Regions from separate parts of the Zea mays genome. Here regions 1 and 3 are each linked to region 2. The links are chromatin contacts, called in public Hi-C maps. All regions are on one chromosome and are shown on one strand. The core of a region is the stretch at or near the end of the contact, and the rest is flanking DNA. Distances in the headings are between cores, read along the strand shown.

Region 1 (3,856 bases), core at 1,225-3,724, 500 kb before region 2:
ACTACATACATAGCGCCCCGCCTTTCAATTCGTCGATGGCCCTGGCCCTGGCTGCCTGGCTCTCCCCGCCACATGCATGAAGATGCTGCTCGGCTAATTATTACTTAATCTTGATGGGGATATACGGCCCTACACCTACCAGTACCACAGCAGCATTTATGCCATTACTATGTGCACTGCCAGTGATATTGCCAACCACTTCGTTCTGGAATTGAGGACAATATTTATTTTGGATAGACTAAAATAAAGTTTATAGTTTTGAACGCCAATTAGAATATATAAACATTACCTAAGCACGTCGTGACAAGAACTAATCGAGAATTAGTAGGACTTATTAGGGCTAATTAGAAACCACATTATCCTAAGGGATTTTCATTTTCTCATGGTAAATTAGTTTATTTCCTCTTGTGAAAATAGAAATTATTTGGAAAAATAGAGCTCCCAAATTAGCGTTTAGCGCTTAGTGAAAAAAAAAGAACCGGTGATATTTTATTTTTGGGGTCAGATTGTCACAGGCAGGCAGGCAGGCCGCCAGCAAACCCGCACTAGAATGGAATGCTGGCGCGCACGTCTACACACACCGACACTCTGGCTCACGGACGGACGACAGAGATGGATAGACACGTCGCGTCCTCGTGCATGGAGGATCTGTGTGGCGCTGGCATGCACCTTTTCTCCTCTCCCTCCTCAGCATGCTCGATCGCTCGTGCCGTCGTGCGTGCACGCGCACGCGCACGCACAGTATATAATCGGCAAGCGAAAGAATCTAGTACACGCGGTATGCTTCGTGCTCTTTGTACTGTGAAATTGCAGCGGCGAAAGAAGCTAGCTAGCAGCCAAATCGATCGGTGGGGTAGACCGGCGGTGGTGGTGCTATTTGGACCAGCGCAGCAGCAAAAGCTGCACATGTGCTTGCTGCCACTCGTGGCAGAAATTTAGCAGCCCGTGAAATACCATGCCAACACAGGCAATATACTTACAGTACTTAGGAGCTAAGATATACTCCTGTATGCATGCTTCCTCCTATACTTTTATACTCTCTATCTCTCTTTTACGGTAACTTTATGCAGTTGTTCTACGCCCCCCCCCCCCCCCCCCCCCCAAAAAAAAAAAAATTCTTCCCTGACTTTTCGCTCCGAGATAAAAAAAATTTCAGGACAGAGTAGCGAGTGGGTGCTGCCCACTAGTACAAACACTGCATGCGCTTTTGCAATGATGAACTGGTGAATTGGATTCGGGTGTCAACACAACAGGCAGTACCGGATCGGGTCGTTTAATTTAATGCGCGATGCGATGCGAGCAATTAGAATGTAATTAAGCACTCAAACATAGTAGCAGTGTACTTACCGACTGTGGCCGAGCGGAAGGTGGTGTAGCCGTCGACGACGTTGCGGCTGGCCTTGATGACGGTCTTGCCGATGCCGTCGCCGACGAACATGAGGTTGACGTGCTTCTTCCCGACCTCCACGTTCTCCATGTACGCGCCGGCCTTAATGTAGATCACGTGCCGCTTCTTCGAGTTGGTGGGGGCGGCTGCCACGGCCGCCGCCACCGTCGTGTAGTCCCCGCTGCCGTCCTTGGCCACCACCGCGTCGGCGGCAACGGCCGACGCCGGGGCCTGCAGCAGGCGCCGGTCCCCGGGACGCACCCACCGGGGGAACCCCTTCACCATCTGCCCGTACCCCGTGAACGGCTGCCGCGGCGGCGCTGGCGCCGCTGAGGCGCCGGCGCCGGGCAGCTTCTTGGCCATGGCCAGCGAGTTGCTCACCATGCGGGACACGTGGTGGAAGGTCGGCTCGATGTAGCGCCGCACGCGCCCGCCGCTCTGGTACGCGAAGCCGTCGAGGCAGGTGTACTGGTTGGTGATGGCCGCCGAAAGCACCGTCATCACGTGCTCCATCGTCGCGCGCCTGGCGCCCTGCGACACGCCCGCCGACGCCGACCCCCTGCCGGCGGGGGACGCCAGGTCGGCGGTGCTGGCGCGGAGCTCGTCCATCGTGGTGGACAGCAGCTCCAGGCAGTCGTTGATGGCCAGGCGGTCCCGCGCCGACAGGGACCTGTCCTGCAGGTAGTACGAGCAGTTGCTGGACGTGGCGACCACCACGTCCTCGGTGCGGTTCACGGCCGCGCAGATGACGTCCGGGAGCGGCTTCTTGTGTAGGTCCGGGATGTCCGCGAGTGTCGACAGGCAGAGCTCCGGGTACAGCGTGCCGTCGCAGTGCGCGGCGGCGGCGGACTCCGCGGACGGGTAGAAGGGGACGGTGCCGGCGGCGGTGGCGGCGGTGGCAGCGCATGCGACAATTAGGAGGACCAGGAGATGCTCGCCTCTCTTGGGTATGGGTGGCATTGTGTCCTTGTCTGTGGCAGCTCGCTCTAGTGTGCAGTGGAGAGAGCTGCAGCCTGCAGGCCTGAATGGCTGATAGATAGATAGATTGCGGATTTGGTGTTTGCACTTCCCACGAGAGGTTTATGCAATGCAATGCACAATGCAATGCATCTCTATGTAGAGAGGCCCTACCTATATATGTGCAGCAAGTAGGAGCCTTTCGTGTCGGTGTTGGAATTGGAACCGAGATCCGCCGGACTCGCCAAAAATAAGGGATGGTCTTTAGTCACTTGTCAGTTAATGGACAACAAATTAAAGGAATGCTACATTGCTACTGGAGTAGAGTATACTGGAGTTCGCTAGCTCATTGTTCTGTTGTCATCTGAACCAGAGTCCAGAGGTTGACATGCTCAACCATGGTGGCTGGCTGTTTGCTAGGTATGTTGTTGTCTGCAGTTCAAAGCTATTAGCCTTAATAAATAACTTTTCTTTGCCATGAGCTGTAGCAAGTGAAAGAAGGGGGAAACTGGTAACTTACCTGCACTGCTTTGTGCTGTGCTGTGCTATGCTGGACAAATAATGAAGGACAATTTTCAGCAAGGCTGTGTGCCTAGGACAACAATTGAAATAGGCACTCCGAGCAAGCTTGCCCCCACCCATCAGCATAAATTATCTTATGGCATTAGCCGAATCATGCCAAGACGTCTATAAAAATAGCCTAGACCCCTAGAAATTGGGTTTCGGGGCATGACGGCGGCTACAACTGCTTGAGGCGCGAGCGGTGGCTGGACATCAACGGCGGCTTTATGTGGCGCGAGACGCGAGCGGCGGTGTGAGGCACGAGCGGCGGACCGAGGCAACGTCAGTGAGCGGCGGCCCTAGGTGACATCGGCGAGCAGCTCCCCAAGACGCGAGCGTCATGGCGGCCTCAACTGCACAAGGCACGAGCGGCGGCAACCGCCCGACGCCGAGCGGCGACGCGAGTGTATACGGCGGCCATGGCCCGATGCCGAGCGGCGATGGTGACGGTGACCGCCCGTGACAGCATCTAAAGACGATGATCTCCTCTGATCCGGCGTGTCTCGGGCATCCTTTGACAAAGACCACATTCGATCTGGTGGCTTCAGAGATGTTCGCCAATCCGGTGGCGTTAGGGTCGTCGTCCAGCGTCGTTCTCCCACCGATCCGCGTTTATGCCTTCCATGATTATGTTGTATGCACACTATTTATGCATTCTATTGGGAATTTTTATGATGATGAATACAACGTCTCTCACGTGGCTTCGATTTTTTATGGTAACCACCTAAATTCACGCACATTTGTTACGGGGATGTCAAACGTGATATCACACTGACCATTATTATAACATTGTGGATTTTTATGCTTACCAATGTCAATATTTATGCTTAAAATTAGGATGTTTATGCTCAAACATGTGGATGCGTCCACCAATGTCCCGCATGCATATTTTTTGCATGCACAGTAAAAAGGGAATCCCTTAATTTATGGTGTTCGTAAATGCCATTAAAA
Region 2 (3,758 bases), core at 48-2,547:
GAACAGATGGAATTTTGTGCACCAAGATTGTCTATATTACAAGTTCGAGCAAACAGAAGAGTATATGCACATAGAAACTAACACTAACATGAGATTAACTCTTCCCTTTACCAGCTGACCAGCATATGCTCCGCGGATGAAAGTGGTTGGGTACTTGGGCCAATTCAAAACCCATTGCATTAAGTTAGGAGTCCAATGTTCCCTTAATCGGTATAAATCATCTCTCATTAGGAACAAGTGTCTGTAAACCAAATGAACTACTGATGTATGGGTCATCCCTTACTCAGTCTAGGCCAATCTACTTACATCCATAATATGCTCAACTTGAACTGGAATGAGACGTGCTGTTAACTTCCCTTGTCTTACAAGGAAGATAGTTGCAAGATTTGGCATATGACGAACCTTTGGAGAAATTAGCATGTATAAAATCAAACGAAGCAGAACGCTGATCTAGTTTGGAACATGAGGTGTCAAGCATAATGCATTGTGCAAAAATTGAAACAACAAGACGAGAACAAACTGTTTTACTCCATTCATGATGAAATGGCCCTCCAAATAAATCCGCATAAATCCTCACTGCATTTGGGGGAAGGCGCACTTGATAGTCGAGATGAGACTAAATAGCAATGAAAAACTCACGGATACACCAAGCGTATCGAGAACCATTATTACCAAACCTAAATCTGACCAGTGGCCAGCAAAAAGCAGCTGCATTTCGCAACCATGTCCCGGAGCAGATAAAAGTTCAGATTTGCCAACAAGTCCCCCCTCCCTTGTCACTCTTTTACCCGCCTAGAACGACAGTGACTAACTCAGCGCATCAATAAAGACAAGATCAGATCACAAAAACACAAGTCCAAAGAAGAGAAAGGAACCACCTTGGGAGGAGGAATAATGGAGGGCCGCTCCTGGTCGCGCTCCTCCGCCGCCGCCTCTGGCTGCGTCGCGTCCCGCTGTTCCATGGGAGGGGCAAGGCTCGAGTAGCCCTTGACTACGCAGGCGCTTGGCGTGATATAGGTTTCAGCAACCGCCGCCTACGGCCTCTGCTTTGCGGCCGCCTGGCTTCCGGTGGGGGAGCGGGGCCGTCAGACCCCGACGGAAAAGGCGGGATCTTGCGCGAGTTTTCCTCCCCGCTCCAACCTTTCCGTCCGGGTGTTGGCTTTTTTCGTAATGGTGACTGCCTGCAGGAGGGGAGAGAGCGTCCCTAGTCCGAGAAACAAAAGCACGGGAAGACGAAAGTGTGGAGTGGGTCAGTACTCAGTAGTACTGTGGGGTGGTTACTGACTTTTTTTTTGGGAACGGGGTCCGTTGCGAATGGCTAGGCAACACAAGCCGTCCGATCCCGGCAGCAGAACCGCAAATATCCATCGCCTAGCCGTTAGGTGTGGAAGTGGAAAACTGGAAATGGATATCGGAAGTGAGAAAACTACAACTTTCCGAAAAAAACTGCACTTGCTACGAATCTTGTAGGCATTAGACTATCGTCACATCACTATATTTACGTATGTCAGTCTTTATCTATTATAATTTCAGTGTACAGCTTTTACCTTATACTACCGCACATTTCTTACATACTCATATGCACTACGAAAGATGATTTTTAATTGAAATAAAGTACCGAAAATACGGAAAACATTAAATAATACTTAGCTCGTCAAAGATAAACTATATAAACTAAACAAAGTTTATAAAATGCAACAAACTTGTTGGGTTCATACTTCGTCGCCGAAGGTCCTGCAAAAAGAAACAGCTTCAGTTGAAGCTGCTTGAACATGATGTCGAAGACACCGTTCACGAAGCTTCGAAACTACAGCATATCCGAAGACGAAGGGTCGAACCGACTTAAAGATAAAATGACCTTTTTAGCCCTTAAAGGTCTGAGTCATTGTTGTAAACTTTTATGAGGGGCATAATTGTAATTCTTCATGAGCTGTGTCCTGTGCCTATAAATAGTGAATAGTATTCCTTTACTGTTCACGGATTCCTGTAATTGATAACACATCACTCGGGAATTATTGTTTGTTAAGGCAAAGGTATAAATGTACCTAATCATTGTGTTCAAATATCTTAAATTCATTTAATAATATAAGTGAATGATGTTATTTATTTTCAACATATTTATCTCCAATGTTTCATGTTTTACCTTACTTTATATTAACTTTATAAGTTTAATTACGAAGGTGAAACCTTCGTAATAGTATGTTTGTGACCTTCGTCCGAAGCTTATTTGATCCTTGTGGAGATAATGCTTCGACGGACGAAGGGCATTGATATTTAACATTTTATGTTGCCTTGTTCTTAATTCATAGCATTTGAGAGCAAGTCCCCAACATTGGCGCCCACCTCCGATGAACTCACTTCCACTTTTTTGAGCTGATGGCTTCGTTCAACATTCAAGCCGGAGCTGCTTCGGCTCCGAAGCTGGTACTCCCGATAACAGGCGGTTCATGCTCAGAGCCAGCCAACAAGAAACAGAAGAAGGAGGCACAGAGAAGGGTACAGCATGTCGGGGTGCAGGGACCCTTCATCAAGTCAAGATGGTCTCACATTCCAATTACCTTCTCTCAAGAGGATCTCCAACTCAAGGATTACCCACACAACGACGCTATGGTTATCTCTTGTGTGATCAAAGGATTCCTGGTCCATAATGTTTTGGTTGATACAGGTAGCGCATCCCCTTTGTGGCTTCGGAGGAAGGCAGATTGTAGCACTCGGCAAAATCACAATGTCAGTGACCTTCGGATTTATCAACAACACAAGGACTGAACAAGTTGTGTTTGATATTGTTGACATGGAATACCCTTACAATGCAATCATTGGTCGAGGCATTCTCAATGCCTTCGAAGCAATTCTTCATCCAGCTTATCTTTGCATGAAGATACCTTCGGACCAAGGGCCCATTGCTATTCATGGAAGTCAGGAAGCTGCCAGAAGGGCCGAAGGAAATTGGACAGACTCAAAAGCAATCCATAATATAGATGGAGCTGAAGCTTGTGAGCAATACAAGTTCAGAAGGGAAAAAGCTGCTTCGGATGATCAGCCGAAGCCCATGCTTTTATGTGAGGACATAGCAGAGCAGAAGGTGTTATTGGGATCTCAACTGTCCGAAGAACAAGAGAAAACCTTGATAAGGTTTTTGTTCAACAACAAAGATGTTTTTGCTTGGTCAGCTAATGATCTTTGCGGGGTTAACAGGGATGTTATTGAGCACTCGCTCAATGTTGATCCATCCTTCAGACCAAGAAAGCAAAGGCTTCGGAAGATGTCCGATGACAAGGCCGAAGGTGCTCGGAACGAAGTGAAAAGACTCCTCATTGCCGGAGTTATCAGAGAAGTAAAATATCCAGAATGGTTGGCTAACACTGTTATGGTAAAGAAGGCCAATGGTAAATGGAGAATGTGTATCGATTTTACTGATCTCAACAAGGTCTGTCCGAAGGACGAGTTTCCATTGCCAAGGATAGATTCCTTAGTCGATGCAGCAGCTTCATCAGAGCTTATAAGTCTGCTGGATTGCTATTCAGGCTATCACCAAATCTGGATAAAGAAGGAGGATGAACCGAAACCAGCTTCATAACCCCCAGTGGAACATATTGTTACCTTCGGATGCCTGAGGGGCTTAAGAATGCCGGAGGAAGTTTCAGCAGAATGACAACAAAGGTCCTCCATTCTCAGATAGGCAGGAATGTGCTAACTTATGTTGATGATATCATTGTAAAAAGCACGAAGCAAGATAATCACATTGCTGATCTACAGGA
Region 3 (3,835 bases), core at 1,258-3,757, 330 kb after region 2:
GGGCTCAAGGCACAGACAAGCTCCGACTTCCAATCTTGACCCTCTGCCCTGCCTCCGGTTTTAGCCCGACCTGCGAAACATTCTGGACTACGAAGAAGGGAGGTTTGCCTCATGTTATCGTTGTCGAGTCATATCCCCTGACGTAGCAACTCCGGCTTCACGTTACAAAACCCCACCTCCACTCGCAAACCAGGCGCCGAGAAGCGAAGCAACGGCCGAAGGCAAAGACGTGGCCGAGACGAACTTAAGAAGCGACGCCTTCAGGAAGGGAGTGACGTCACCGTGACGCCATCGTCGCCTGTCCGCGATGGACCGGGCTTTCACCCAAGGAAGATAGCGCTGGGATGCGACGACCTCAACAGGGGAAGCGGCACCCATGGGTGTCACCGTCGCCGAGACTTTCGCTCAAGAGCCCCCAGCACAGCGTCTGGCCGAAACCTCGAGACACAGCAAGCTGCCTTCACCATCGTCGCTGCCCCGACGCCCCACACAATGATGAAGATTTTGGGGCCTGTTGCCACCATCACCACCTTGCACAAGCCCGAGCCACTAGCCGACGCTGCCGCAGACGAGAGGAGGTCCCGCCACCGCCATTCTGGTCGACTTTGTAGGCCTGTCGATGCACCAACGCCGAACTCCACCCGGCTCATGCACTGGCCCGGGACCAGCCTGCCGGCGCCTCCGATGCTGGCACGCGGAGGCGGTCGACCTCACGCGCGCCAGATCCAGCCCTTCGCGCATCAGCTGCGCAAGCACGCAGACCAGGCACCCCTCCAGCCCCCTGAGCAGCAGCGATGGGCGGACGCCGCCGCCGTGGGCTAGCTAGGGGCACGATGATACCGCCGCTGCCTCCACCACTAGCTGCACGAGCAACCCGCCAGCTAGCTCCGGCGTTGAGCCGCGCCTAGGTCCCAAGCCAGCAGCGAACCATGGTGGCCCTCCATGCCGGGAGCCGGAGAGCGTCGTCGGACGGGTCCCATGCGGGGACAACTGGATCCATGGCAGGGGACCATAGATCCAAAGACGAGCTCCCCGGATCTGGCCGAAGACGCGCCGGAGCCCCACCCAACGTCGACGAAGGGGAGGGAGAGAGGAGAGCAGGGTGGGGAGGGGACGGAGAGAGAAGAGGAGGCACGAGTGGGAGGTCGCGGAGAAGCCGACTTGGGTCGACAGCCACCGCTAGCCGCCACTGCCGCCGGCTGCGACGGCACCGGCCGGCAAGGGCAAGTGTGGAGTGGACCGGTGGTGGCGCGGCCTGGTTGCCTGCCCCCGAGACGCCCCAAGCGGAGCGACGCGAGGGCGTCCTTTACTGCGAGCACTTTGTTTACATATTGTAACGTGATAGATAATTGATAACGTTAGATTATATTTGTTTAGATTCAGCCGAAATAAAATATCACATTAGTAGCTCCACCTATTCAAATTTATTACAACTATCAATCATTAATGTTGTGAAGCAAATAGCATCCAAGCAGTTTACATGTCTCGAGTCAACGTCGAGACAGATATGTCCATGAGTTCGTCCGCAAAAAATCGTACTACAAATCATGGCAAAACACAGCTGGCATCACCAACAAATCTATGTACAGTCTAATGGCAGAACGCTCCGAAACAATCGAGGTGTCCATGTGCGAAAATCAGAGGAAGCTTCCGAGGTCCTGTAGTCTGTGGCTGTGGGAGCCAATGGAGCCCTGTCAGAAGGAAGAGAATCGGGTGGAAGCAAAGACCCGCCTGGCTTTCTCAAGATCCCGGCCGCTATGCAACCTCCCCATCACCGGCACTACCGTGGATCCATTGGGCGTCGCGGCGACGGCGTCCCCGGCCACGTCTATCCGCACCTCCTCCGACAGCGCCCCGCCCTCGGCTGGCACGATAGCGCCCGGCGCCACGACGACGACGTCGGCGCGGCAGAGCGGGCACGTGGCGTTCCCCCGGAACCAGGCGCCAATGCACTCGATGTGGAAGCGGTGGCCGCACCGCGGCAGCGCGCGGGCCTTCTCCCCGGGCTCGAGCTCCGCGAGGCAGACCGCGCAGTCCCCGCCCCCCGCATCCGCGCCCGCTTCGATCAGCACGACCGGTATCGCGGCGAGCACAGCGGAATCGAGGCCGCGATGGGGGGGAGGCGCTCCCTCTCCGTCACCGTCGCGGCGGTCCTCGTCGCCACCGGCGATGGCCAGGCTCCGGAACAGCCGCCGCTGGTTGCCGCCGAGGCGCCGCCGCCGTGTGCTGTTGTAGAGGTGCAGCGCGACGAGCGCCAGGAGCACGCCCGCGAACGCCCCCGCCGCGGCGAGCAGGATCTTGCCAGTCATGGCGTAGTTCGTCGGGTCGGTCACCTGCGGTGGGCTGGGGACGTGCGGCTTGGAGAACGGCAACCTATACTCGGGACTCCCTTCGCACGAGACCGCCTCCTCGCTCGCCTTGGGGCCGTTGCCGTTGCCGTCGCCGTCGCTGACGCCCATGTCTGATGGTCGAGCGCTGCGCTCACCGAACTGAGCTGTGGTTTCGCGGATGATTTGGGTGTGGTGAGTTCGGTGAGCAAGTTACTTATAGTACGTGATTTCATGACTGAAGTGCCCTTGGTAATGCTCGGAACATTGGGATGGAAATCAAAGGGGTAGCCTCGGGTTTTCAGCATTGGCTGGACGTCTAGAGTAGCACAGCAAGTCAGCAACAGTCCGTCTCCGTTCCCCGGGCCGGGGCTCACTGGCTGACCGCCCGTACGCCGTGTGAGGACAGGCGAACGGCCGTGATACGTTCACCGGGCGGTTCTAGGCGCACGGTCAAGAGAGTTGACTTTGATTAGGAGCATCAACCAACCAGGTCCAGTCCAGGTGGTAGTGGGTGTTCGTCTCCTCTGCTCTTTCCACAATGGATGTCCTCTCTTTAACTACTACTCCCACTGGGACATGGAAGCCCTCCCTTGCCGTGATTTGGACCCGGGCAAAATTTCTCAGGGACTGGGGAGCAGACGGCGACAGGCAGCGCGGGGGCGTGGTCGGCCCTGACCGATCGACCTGCGAAGCTTCGCGGAAGCGAGGCGTCCGCCAGCCACGTCACAGCTTCTGTCCTCGCCTGCTTCAGCGAGAAGAGGAAAGTGACCTTGCCCCTCTTGCCGGACCCCATCGAGGGCCCACGGCCGTCTTTAGAAATATACAGGCCCCGTAACGACATCAACGGGCCCCTATATATATATATATATATATATATATATATATATATATATATATATATATATATATATATATATATATATATATATATATATATATATATATATATATATATATATATATATATATATATATAAAAGTTTATATGTATAGTATAATTAAGACATGCTTTCACTAACTCAAATAATTTAGATATGTATGGTTCTAGTAACTAATGTTTAGCTCGTATCATATCATATATTTGAATGTCTATTACGAGTATTAAATATAGTCTAACTATAAAACTAATTACACAACTGAAAACTAAAGGATGAGACAAATTTTATTAAGCCTAAGTGACCTATGATTAGCAAATGTTTAATGTAGCACTACATAAGCAAAACGTGGACTAATTAGGTTTAATAACTCTGTCTCGTCGTTTAGTTCTTATGTATATAATTAGTTTTTATAAATAGACTACATTTAATTCTCGTTTGTGTACTTAGTTTTATAATTAACTGTATTTAATGTTTCTAACTAGCATCTAAATATCCTACGTGATAGGAACTAAAATTTAGTCTAGAGAACCAAACAGTACCTCAAACTCTACCTTCGGTAGCTGTGGCGCTTGGTCAGAGATCGTGGGTTCTCCTCGCTAAAGTTTAGTTCGTCTCTCGTTCGATGTT

The links. Hi-C and Micro-C count contacts between places; a contact is called where the count stands out from the background.
Region 1: a contact with region 2 is called in a Hi-C map of tassel, with 3 times the contacts expected there. The contact joins the promoter of LOC100280285 here to the promoter of LOC100272608 in region 2. A contact is called at or near these places in 5 of 25 Hi-C or Micro-C datasets (bundle sheath, ear, leaf and 1 more).
Region 3: a contact with region 2 is called in a Hi-C map of tassel, with 2.5 times the contacts expected there. The contact joins the promoter of LOC100278939 here to the promoter of LOC100272608 in region 2. A contact is called at or near these places in 3 of 25 Hi-C or Micro-C datasets (bundle sheath, leaf mesophyll and tassel).

Annotation. Positions count from the first base shown.
Region 1 is chr3:56,808,718-56,812,573 of Zm-B73-REFERENCE-NAM-5.0, reverse strand. It overlaps LOC100280285 (pectinesterase), which reads right to left and starts at 2,474. Exons shown (of 2, transcript NM_001153213.1): 1 at 1,348-2,474. The coding sequence starts at 2,347.
Region 2 is chr3:56,312,111-56,315,868 of Zm-B73-REFERENCE-NAM-5.0, reverse strand. It overlaps LOC100272608 (Dual specificity protein phosphatase PHS1), which reads right to left and starts at 1,297. Exons shown (of 11, transcript NM_001147071.2): 1 at 879-1,297. The coding sequence starts at 962.
Region 3 is chr3:55,981,201-55,985,035 of Zm-B73-REFERENCE-NAM-5.0, reverse strand. LOC100278939 (RING-H2 finger protein ATL3) reads right to left here and starts at 2,507. Exons shown (of 1, transcript NM_001174227.2): 1 at 1,404-2,507. The coding sequence starts at 2,459. The coding sequence ends at 1,695.